Regions from separate parts of the Ovis aries genome. Here region 2 is linked to region 1. Evidence: chromatin contacts called from public Hi-C data. All regions are on one chromosome and are shown on one strand. The core of a region is the stretch at or near the end of the contact, and the rest is flanking DNA. Distances in the headings are between cores, read along the strand shown. Region 1 has its middle 44 kb from the start of LCTL. Region 2 overlaps SMAD6 (SMAD family member 6).

Evidence for each region. A called contact is a pair of places that touch in the nucleus more often than the background predicts.
Region 2: a contact with region 1 is called in a Hi-C map of mixed tissues, with 2.5 times the contacts expected there. The contact joins two enhancer-like sites. A contact is called at or near these places in 3 of 16 Hi-C or Micro-C datasets (mixed tissues, muscle and tail adipose tissue).

The regions. Positions count from the first base shown.
Region 1 is chr7:13,431,925-13,436,010 of ARS-UI_Ramb_v3.0, forward strand. No RefSeq gene overlaps it. Among named protein-coding and RNA genes, the nearest start is that of LCTL, 44 kb to the left of the region's middle. Within about 2 kb of position 2,812, at least 17 of the 54 cell types and tissues checked have an H3K27ac peak or open chromatin away from gene starts, as enhancers often do.
Region 2 is chr7:13,586,065-13,590,329 of ARS-UI_Ramb_v3.0, forward strand. It overlaps SMAD6 (SMAD family member 6), which reads left to right. Exons shown (of 2, transcript XM_042252070.2): 2 at 3,598-4,265. The coding sequence ends at 4,139. Among named protein-coding and RNA genes, the nearest start is that of SMAD6, 75 kb to the left of the region's middle. Within about 2 kb of position 2,052, at least 12 of the 54 cell types and tissues checked have an H3K27ac peak or open chromatin away from gene starts, as enhancers often do.

The DNA of each region.
Region 1 (4,086 bases), core at 1,562-4,061:
ATTAGCTGTTGAGTCACCAAGTCGTGTCTGACTCTTTGTGACCCCATGGACTGCAGCATGCCAGGCTTCCCTGTCCCTTACCATCTCCTGGCATTTACCCAAGTTCATGTCCATTGCATCGGTGATGCTGCCCAACCATCTCAACCTCTGTCACCACCTTCTCCTTTTGCCTTCAATCTTTCTCAGCATCAGGTTCTTTTCCAATGAGTCGGCTCTTCGCATCAGGTGGCCAAAGTATTGGAGCTTTAGCTTCCGCATCAGTCCTTCCAGTGAGTATTTAAGGTTGCTTTCCTTTAAGGTTGACTGATTTGATCTCCTTGTGGTCCAAGGGACTCTCAAGAGTCCTCCAGCATCACAGTTCGAAAGCATCAGTTCTTAGGTACTCTGCCTTCTTTATGGTCCAGCTCTCACAACAGTACATGACTACTGGAAAGACCATAGCCTTTACTATAAGGACCTTTGTTGACAAAATGAGGTCTTTGCTTTTTAACACACTGTCTAGGTTTGTCATAGCTTTCCTGCCAAGAAGTATTCATCTTCTAATTTCATGGCTACAGTCACCATCCGCAGTGACTTATGTACGTTACAGGTGTATAATAAAGTGATTTATAATTTCTAAAGGTTAGTCCATTGGGTTATTATAAAATGTAATTGGCCATATGCCCCATGCTTTACAATATATCCTTGTTGCTTATTTTATACATAATAGTTTGTACCTCTTAATTCCTTACCCCAAGTCACCCCATGCCCTCTTTTGCTTTTTTTATTTTTTTTCTTTTTATCATGCCATTTGACCTGTGGGATCTTAGTTCCCTGACCAGGGATTGAACCCTGGCCCTTGGCAGTGAAACTATAGAGTCCTAACCACTGGATCTCTAATGAATTTCCAGCTTTTGCTCTCTTTCTAACACAGAAGAAGGGGATGAAGGGACCCCACTCAACTACTAAAGAGTATCCTGGGCCTATGGGTTTAAAGTGGATCTTGGGTGAGCCTCAGTTTCCTCATCTGTACAATGGGGCTAGTGATGCCTCCTTCTCTGAGTTATTCAGTTTTAGGTCAAATGACATTCCAAAAGCAGTTGGCCTGGCACATAGAAGGTGCTCAAGTCAATCTAGTCCAGCCCTCAGTGGGGGTTTACAATGAAACAGATAATGGCTGGATCTTGGTGATGAGTCATTTGTTACCCTTAGTGGAGTCAGATGGACCTGGTTTGCCCCTCACTATTGTAGGAACTTAGATGAGTCATTTCATCTCCCTGCACTTCGGTTTGCTTGTTCGTCAGTGCAGACAGTCAAGCCACTTTGGCAGGGTTGTTGTAAGGATTAAATGAGGTCACACGTGTAAAGCGTGGAGGCCTGTGCCAGGCCTGGAGCCAGCCTGAGTTCAGGCTGTGGGTAGCCACCTCCTCCCACTCTGGGGGAGTCCTGGCTTCAAAGAACAGTGTCCTCTTTGACTCTGCCGGCCACTGCGGTCACTATACCACAATCACGGAGTGCCGGAGAGCAAATAGCCTGGCCTTTTGCTTGGCTGCTGCTGCTCTGGCCAGCCAGGTTTGGGTTGGCGGGCAGGGTGAGTGGCTTGGCTTTGATGTCAGCTGCACTGAAGCTGCGAAATGGGGGCGTGGGGATCCCAGCCTGCCTCAGTGACTCAGGGCCAGCTCCTAGTCTCTTCCCCAGAGCCTGGCAGAACCCTGCTTGGGGCCAGTAGAGGGAGGCAACTTGGCACCAGGGGTCCTCACACCTTCCCTAAGACATGGGTATCTACTTTATAGATGGGGAAAATGAGGGGATTACTCCCCAGCTCTGGTGACCACCAGGCTGCATGGGTGGACAGAAGTGCCTCCTGGTTTGCTGTGGATCTGAAGGTCCAGCCCATTCCTTAAGAGTGGCCTGGTCTCCAGGAGACACCCCTGCCCCATTTAAATGAGTACGTCAGGCCCCACAAACAGGTTTCCTGGGCAGCTGATTCATGCCTGGCCCTGAGGCTGGCCAAGGGAGCAAGAAGGATGCACCACATATAGCCTGTCTCAGGCACAGGTTTGAACTCCAGCTCTGCCACTGGCCAGCTCCAGGGGCAAGCCCCTCTGGACCTCAGTTCCATCATCTGTAACATAGGATGTAGGGAAAATTGAAGTACTTTCTGTGAAAAGTGATTTTTAAAACTGTACTGTTTATGCAAGTGAGGGATTATTAATATTCCTGAGCTAAAACCCCAGTCTCTGTCACTGAAGAAAAGCTCAGGAGAGAAGGGATGAAGGGCTTTGGCAGGTCACACAGAAGGGATGTACTTCTAGTCAAGAGCCTGGAAGGGGCAGAAGGTTACTCATTTTTCAGAGGAAAAACGGACCCTAGAGGAGGGTTTCACCCAAAGACTGGAGAAGCAGGAATTGACCCTGGGTCTTGGTGGGAGTCCCTAGTCTGGACTGCTGTGCAACCCTGGGAAACTGCAATAACCTCTCTGGGCCTCAGTTTCCCCTGTGCCAATCACACAGAGGGACTGCTGGGGGTGTTTTTCTTCTAAAGCATTTGTGCATCATCTGGCTTCTCTGATTGCTCTGGACGGTGGTCCCAGGTCCTTAGGAGGTGAGGAAGGCAGTGAGAACCCCAGGGGACCATCCCAGGGTGGGACCCAAGGCAAGGAGAGAAGTCCAGGTTGCAGGCACACAGGCCCGAGGTGGGCAGGAGGAGGAAGAGGAGGAGGGAGGGGACTGTTGCCAGCCAGGAAATGTCTGCTGGCTGGCATCAGGCGTGCTTGAGCTAGCATGCTTCCTGTAAGCAGTGCACACGAGCCTAGTGACCTCACCCCTCAGACATTCCGGGACAGCACCCCCAGTCCAAAGAGGCTGTCCCATTGTCCCTTGGAACAGCGAACGGGCGGCAGCGCCGACCTCTCGGCATCCAAACAACGTCCATTCATTCATCAGTGTTTACCAAGCACCCACTCTGGGCAGGCACTGTGCCAGGCACCGGCACGCAGGGACTCGGGAGCCAGGGCAGTGTGCTCACATTTTCCAGCTGGGCCCCCTGTACCTGGAATGGGCGCCAATCGCTTTGCTTGCTCTTTGGATTGGGACTCTGAGGTTATCCTTGATGAGCAAGATCCTGGAGGGTGTGTCAACCTTGGGGGCAGCAGGAAGATGACCCGTGAACATTGATTTGGCCCCAGTGGTAGCCTAGCACAGCTTGGAGGCAGGGTCCGCATCTGTTATCTCATTTACTTGTCCAACACTGAATAGGCCATCATCCTAATTTACAGAGATATAGCCTCAGGTGAGTGACCTTGCTTCAGGTCACACAGTTCATAATGGTTTCAGCCAGGATTCAGATCTGGTTCTTTCCTGGGCGCCAAGCCCTCAGATTCTGAAACTAGTACCCCTGAACCCCTGATCTCAGTTTGGACCCTCAGTTGGAAACCACCCATTAACCTAGCGGCTTTGGGCACGTTGCTTGGGCTCTCTGAGCCTCGGTTTTCTTATTTGTCAAGTGGGGCTGAGGGCGATTAATTTGTAGGAGGGCTGTGAAGTTTAATTGGGACAGTGGATGTGAACAACAACAACAACAAAAAGAAACTTGTTCACTGGCTGAGGCAAGTGGCTTTAGGAGACCTCATCATTCAGGGGTTTCACCTCTCAGAATTCTCTGGCCACAGAGGACTTGGAAAACTCCCAACCCCTTCCTCTGCCTCCAGGTCTAATGGCTCTGAGTCATCAGCCAGAATTGACGAGTACATCCCAGTTTGCTCGATGTATGGGCAGGGACAGATGGGAGGAATGAGAGGAGAAGGCACAGAGGAAGAACAGGATGCTGTGGCTCTGTCCCCTCCCTCTCCTTCCTCAGGAGTTTGAGGATCTTGGAGGGTGAGGAAGGACCATTCTGTACGAAATAATGAGACCAGTACAAGCCACCATAATGACCTTTTCTGCTCCCATTTCACTTCATGATGATATTTCATGTCTTCAGTCATTTCACAGAGGCTCTGAATTGCTAATATTATCCCCATTTTGCAGATGGGCAAATGAGGAATCTGACACTTGGTCAGGTTTACTTGAGGCCCCTGAGTTAGTAGGCAAGTGGGATTTTAGTCTC
Region 2 (4,265 bases), core at 802-3,301, 150 kb after region 1:
ACAGTAGATGGTCTTGGGGTTTTTAACCAGTCTGTGTGTGACAAAATAAAATTGTAGTAACCTTGTAATATTCCCATCCCACACCCATTAAACAGTGTATTGGTTTGTGAAATTCCAGAGCATTGGGGCTCCCTGGATGAAATAGTGCTGGGGGACCCTCAAGCACTGGAGCCCAGAGACCCTGAGAGCTAGGTGGAGACAAGGAGGCCTCAGGCATGGTGACAGGCTCACCTGCTGGGCTGCTGTCTCAGGATGAGACCTGAGACCCTAGACCTTGGCCAGCAGCTTTCAGGCCTGAGGCCATCAGCCCCAGCTACTGGGAAGGATTCCAGTAAGGGGTAGGGTGACGGCAGTATGCCCACACTTGGCATATATTCTGTTTCCTTCCTCCTTCCCTTGCAGGGTGTTCCAAGAGCACCCTGGACGATACCCGCAGACTTGGGGCAGACGCAGAGGGGACTAAGACCCACCCATTCCTCCTTGAGAGTCAAGGCCAGCCAGGGACACTGACCAACCACACAGACCCCTGCTCAGGCCAAGAGCGAGGCTGCATTTGAGGCTCTAGGCACACAGGAGGGAGAGGTCGGAGAGGGCTTCCCAGAGGCGGCAGTCCATCCCTTGGAATTTGGAAGCCCTGGCCCAGAGCCCAGGCTTGATGAGGTGTTACTGCTCATCCAGAGGCCACAGGAGGTGAGCCCTGGACTAGGCGGTGTCCTGGAGCACCACAGCTGGGGCAGGCTGGGCCCCAGGGCAACTCGGGGTGGGTGGTTTATCCCCATGCATAGGGTTCCATCCCCCGTGAGGAGCACTGACTGGGACAAGACCCGGGACACAGGTGACAAGACCCGGGACACAGGTGTTGACTGGGGTTTGGGGGGGTGGTTAGATGATGAGGGCACAGTTGGTTTGGCTTGGCTGGGATTGGAGGTGCTGAGGAGTGGGACAGGAAGGCCCACCTGGCCTTGAATTAAAAGCCTTTTAGGAGCTGGGAGGGAGGAAGTGCCCCACCCCTAGGGTCCCATTACTCCTCTCTCTGTTAAAGTGCTTCTTAAGCTTTTATGAGTGGCTACACCCTGGGGCAGAGCTGCCCCTTTATGACTAGGGTGGCCCCTCTGTGCTTATCGGCGGGACAGCAGCACTCCCTCCCTCAGTAGGACTGTGTGAGTCTTCAGGGGATGAAGGTCTTTCGTTTGTGACTCACCAGCTTGTGGGTAAGCACTTCTAGGGATTCACAGCCCACGAGAACTGTCATGGTTACAGATAGGGAGACTGAGGCTCCGAGAAGGTGGGGCGCCTGTCTGGAGTATGGAGACGAGCTCCCCTCGAGAGTGTGGCCTGGCACTGATGCCAGCCCCAGCACTGGTGAGCATGTGCCCTTGGCCGGTTATGGCACCTCCTGGGGCCTCAGTTTCCACACCTGTAAACAAGGCTGGTAGCAGGTGCACCAAGGCCGTTGTGAAGAAGTCACCTGGCTTACGGAGGGCACTCAGAGGTGCCTGCTGCCTGTGTTGTCTCCCAGCATTCTCCAGGCACATTTCTTTGCCTCCACACCTCTGTGCCTGGAGCACTGACGGAATTCTCCTCTAAGGAGAAGGTTGGTTTCGGAGTTTCACAGCCAGGCTGGGACGGTGCTGCTCCTCTGCATCTTGACAACTCTCAGACCAAGGCCAGATGGATGGATGGATAGAGAAAGGGACAAGGGCGTGGGGTACTCCTGGCTGCCCAGCTGCTGGGACTGGCCTAGTGCCCACTGGCTGAGGGGTAGGTCAGCTGAGAGCAGGGAGCAGGGCCTATTTCCCCCACTCTGACCACAGCTAGAACCATGAGGGGTCTGCGTAGGGACCATGAGACAAAGTATACATCCTCAGGGGCTAGCCTGGGGCCCTGTGGCTGGGACCTTAATGCCACCCTTTGAGACTGTGCCCAGCCCCAGGCAGAGCAGAGCAAGCAACCTAACAGGAAGCCCCTCAGGTGCACAGCTCCCTGCTTGGCTGGGCGCTCCCAGAACATAAGGGAACGTCGGGAGCTCTGTCACCCTGCTGCTCTGGGACGTCTGGGCGGGACTGAACTGAAGGCAGACAGCTGACCTCACCCAGGTTCCTGAATGAAGTTGTTGGCAGTGCTTTCTCCCTCAGGTGTGACTGGACTTTGCTCTGTGTCTCTGGGAGAAGCTGAGCTATAAAGGGCCTCACTATGTCCTCATCAGGCCTCCAGCAGGCCTTCTCCCTCTGCCAAAGCCCCAGCCAAGGGCCTGAGTGGGAAACACATCACCCCACTGGGCAGTCTGCTTCTCAGAGCCGTGAGCTCAAAGGAGAGCCCAGGCGTCAAAATGCTTCAGAATCTGAGGCCAGCCATGCCTGAGGGCAGTGAGGAGGAGGCTGCCCTTCAAGACAGGGCCCTTGCTATACCTAGTTTCAGGAAATTGTTAAATTCACGCAGACGCATAGAGGTGCTCCCAGCTGGAGTGAAAAGGGATTCCAGTCTTCATCCAGGCCACATCTTTGCTGTCACTGGGGAAAGTGGGGTCTGGAGAGGAACAGCTCGGAAACTGGAGCCCTTGAGGAGCGATCTCCTTTCCCACTTAGAGACCCTTCATTTCTCTGTCTCACAGAAGCGGCTGCAGTTCTGGTGAAGACCTCCACTTCCTGCCAAGAGAGCCAACCTGAGGGGCTGGGGGTGGGGGTTGCTGGGAGACTGCATGACACTCAAGGCTGAGGCTGGGAGCCGTCAGCATTGAGCAGCTGTGATTCCCAGCTGCAAGAGATACTGGGGGCCACGTCCCCTACCCCACCCTATCCTGCCTTCTGATTCCTGAGACCCCTCCAAAGGGTGATTTACATCCCTCCATTGCCTCACCCTGGTAGCTCACACAGTAAAGAATCCACCTACAATGCAGGACAGCTGGGTTTGAGTCCTGGGTCAGGAAGATCCCTTGGAGAAGGGAATAGCAACCTATTCCAGTATTCTTGCCTGGAGAATCACATGGACACAGAAGCCTGCCGGGCTATAGTCCACAGGGTCGCAAGGAGTCGGAAATGACTGAGCGACTAACTTGCACCTCACCCCACTCTGTTCAAGTTGAGGCTTGGACTGAGTGGGTTCAAATCCTGGTGGTGCCACCCGCCAACTGGGTGACCCTGGGCTGCCAAGTCTCAGATCCTCATCTATAAAATGAGAAGGTGGCCTCCTCGCCATTTCAGGAGGCCCCAGAGAGTCACGTGTGGAGTGACGAGTGCAGACCACAGCACCCAGAACAATGTAGGTGCTCACCGTTCAGCCCCTCCCTTGGGTGTGTGGGTGTGTGTCCCTCTTCCGCTGGCTTGTAAAACTCTGTGGGCCGGAGCCGGGTGTGGCTCGTGTTTGGGTGCCCGTGGCACCTGGCACAGTAGGTGCCCTGCCTTTGTGTGTGTGTGTGGGTGGGGCTGGGCGAGGGGGCCTGCGGGTTAAGTTTGAGGACAGCCTGGCCCGCAGTGGATGCTCCCCATGTCTGTGGGGTGCTAGAAACTCCACGCACCTCCCCCTTCTCCCCGGGCCAGGCAGCCACACCACCTCCGCTGCCCGGCAATAACAGCTGCGTGCCCTGTGCTTGCCCCGCAGACGCCAGCATGTCTCCGGACGCCACCAAGCCGAGCCACTGGTGCAGCGTGGCCTACTGGGAGCACCGGACGCGGGTGGGCCGCCTCTACGCGGTGTACGACCAGGCCGTCAGCATCTTCTACGACCTACCTCAGGGCAGCGGCTTCTGCCTGGGCCAGCTCAACCTGGAGCAGCGCAGCGAGTCGGTGCGGCGCACGCGCAGCAAGATCGGCTTCGGCATCCTGCTCAGCAAGGAGCCTGACGGCGTGTGGGCCTACAACCGCGGCGAGCACCCCATCTTCGTCAACTCCCCGACGCTGGACGCGCCCGGCGGCCGCGCCCTGGTGGTCCGCAAGGTGCCTCCCGGCTACTCCATCAAGGTGTTCGATTTCGAGCGCTCCGGCCTGCTCCAGCACGGCCCCGAGCCCGACGCCGCCGACGGCCCCTACGACCCCAACAGCGTCCGCATCAGCTTCGCCAAGGGCTGGGGGCCCTGCTACTCCCGGCAGTTCATCACCTCCTGCCCCTGCTGGCTCGAGATCCTTCTCAACAACCACAGATAGCGCCCCCGCCACCTGCCCCGCCGCCAGGGGGGCCCCGTGCCCAGAGACACAGCCCCCACGGACGAACCCCCCCCCCCCCAGATATCATCTACCTAGATTTAATATAAAGTTTTATATATTATATGG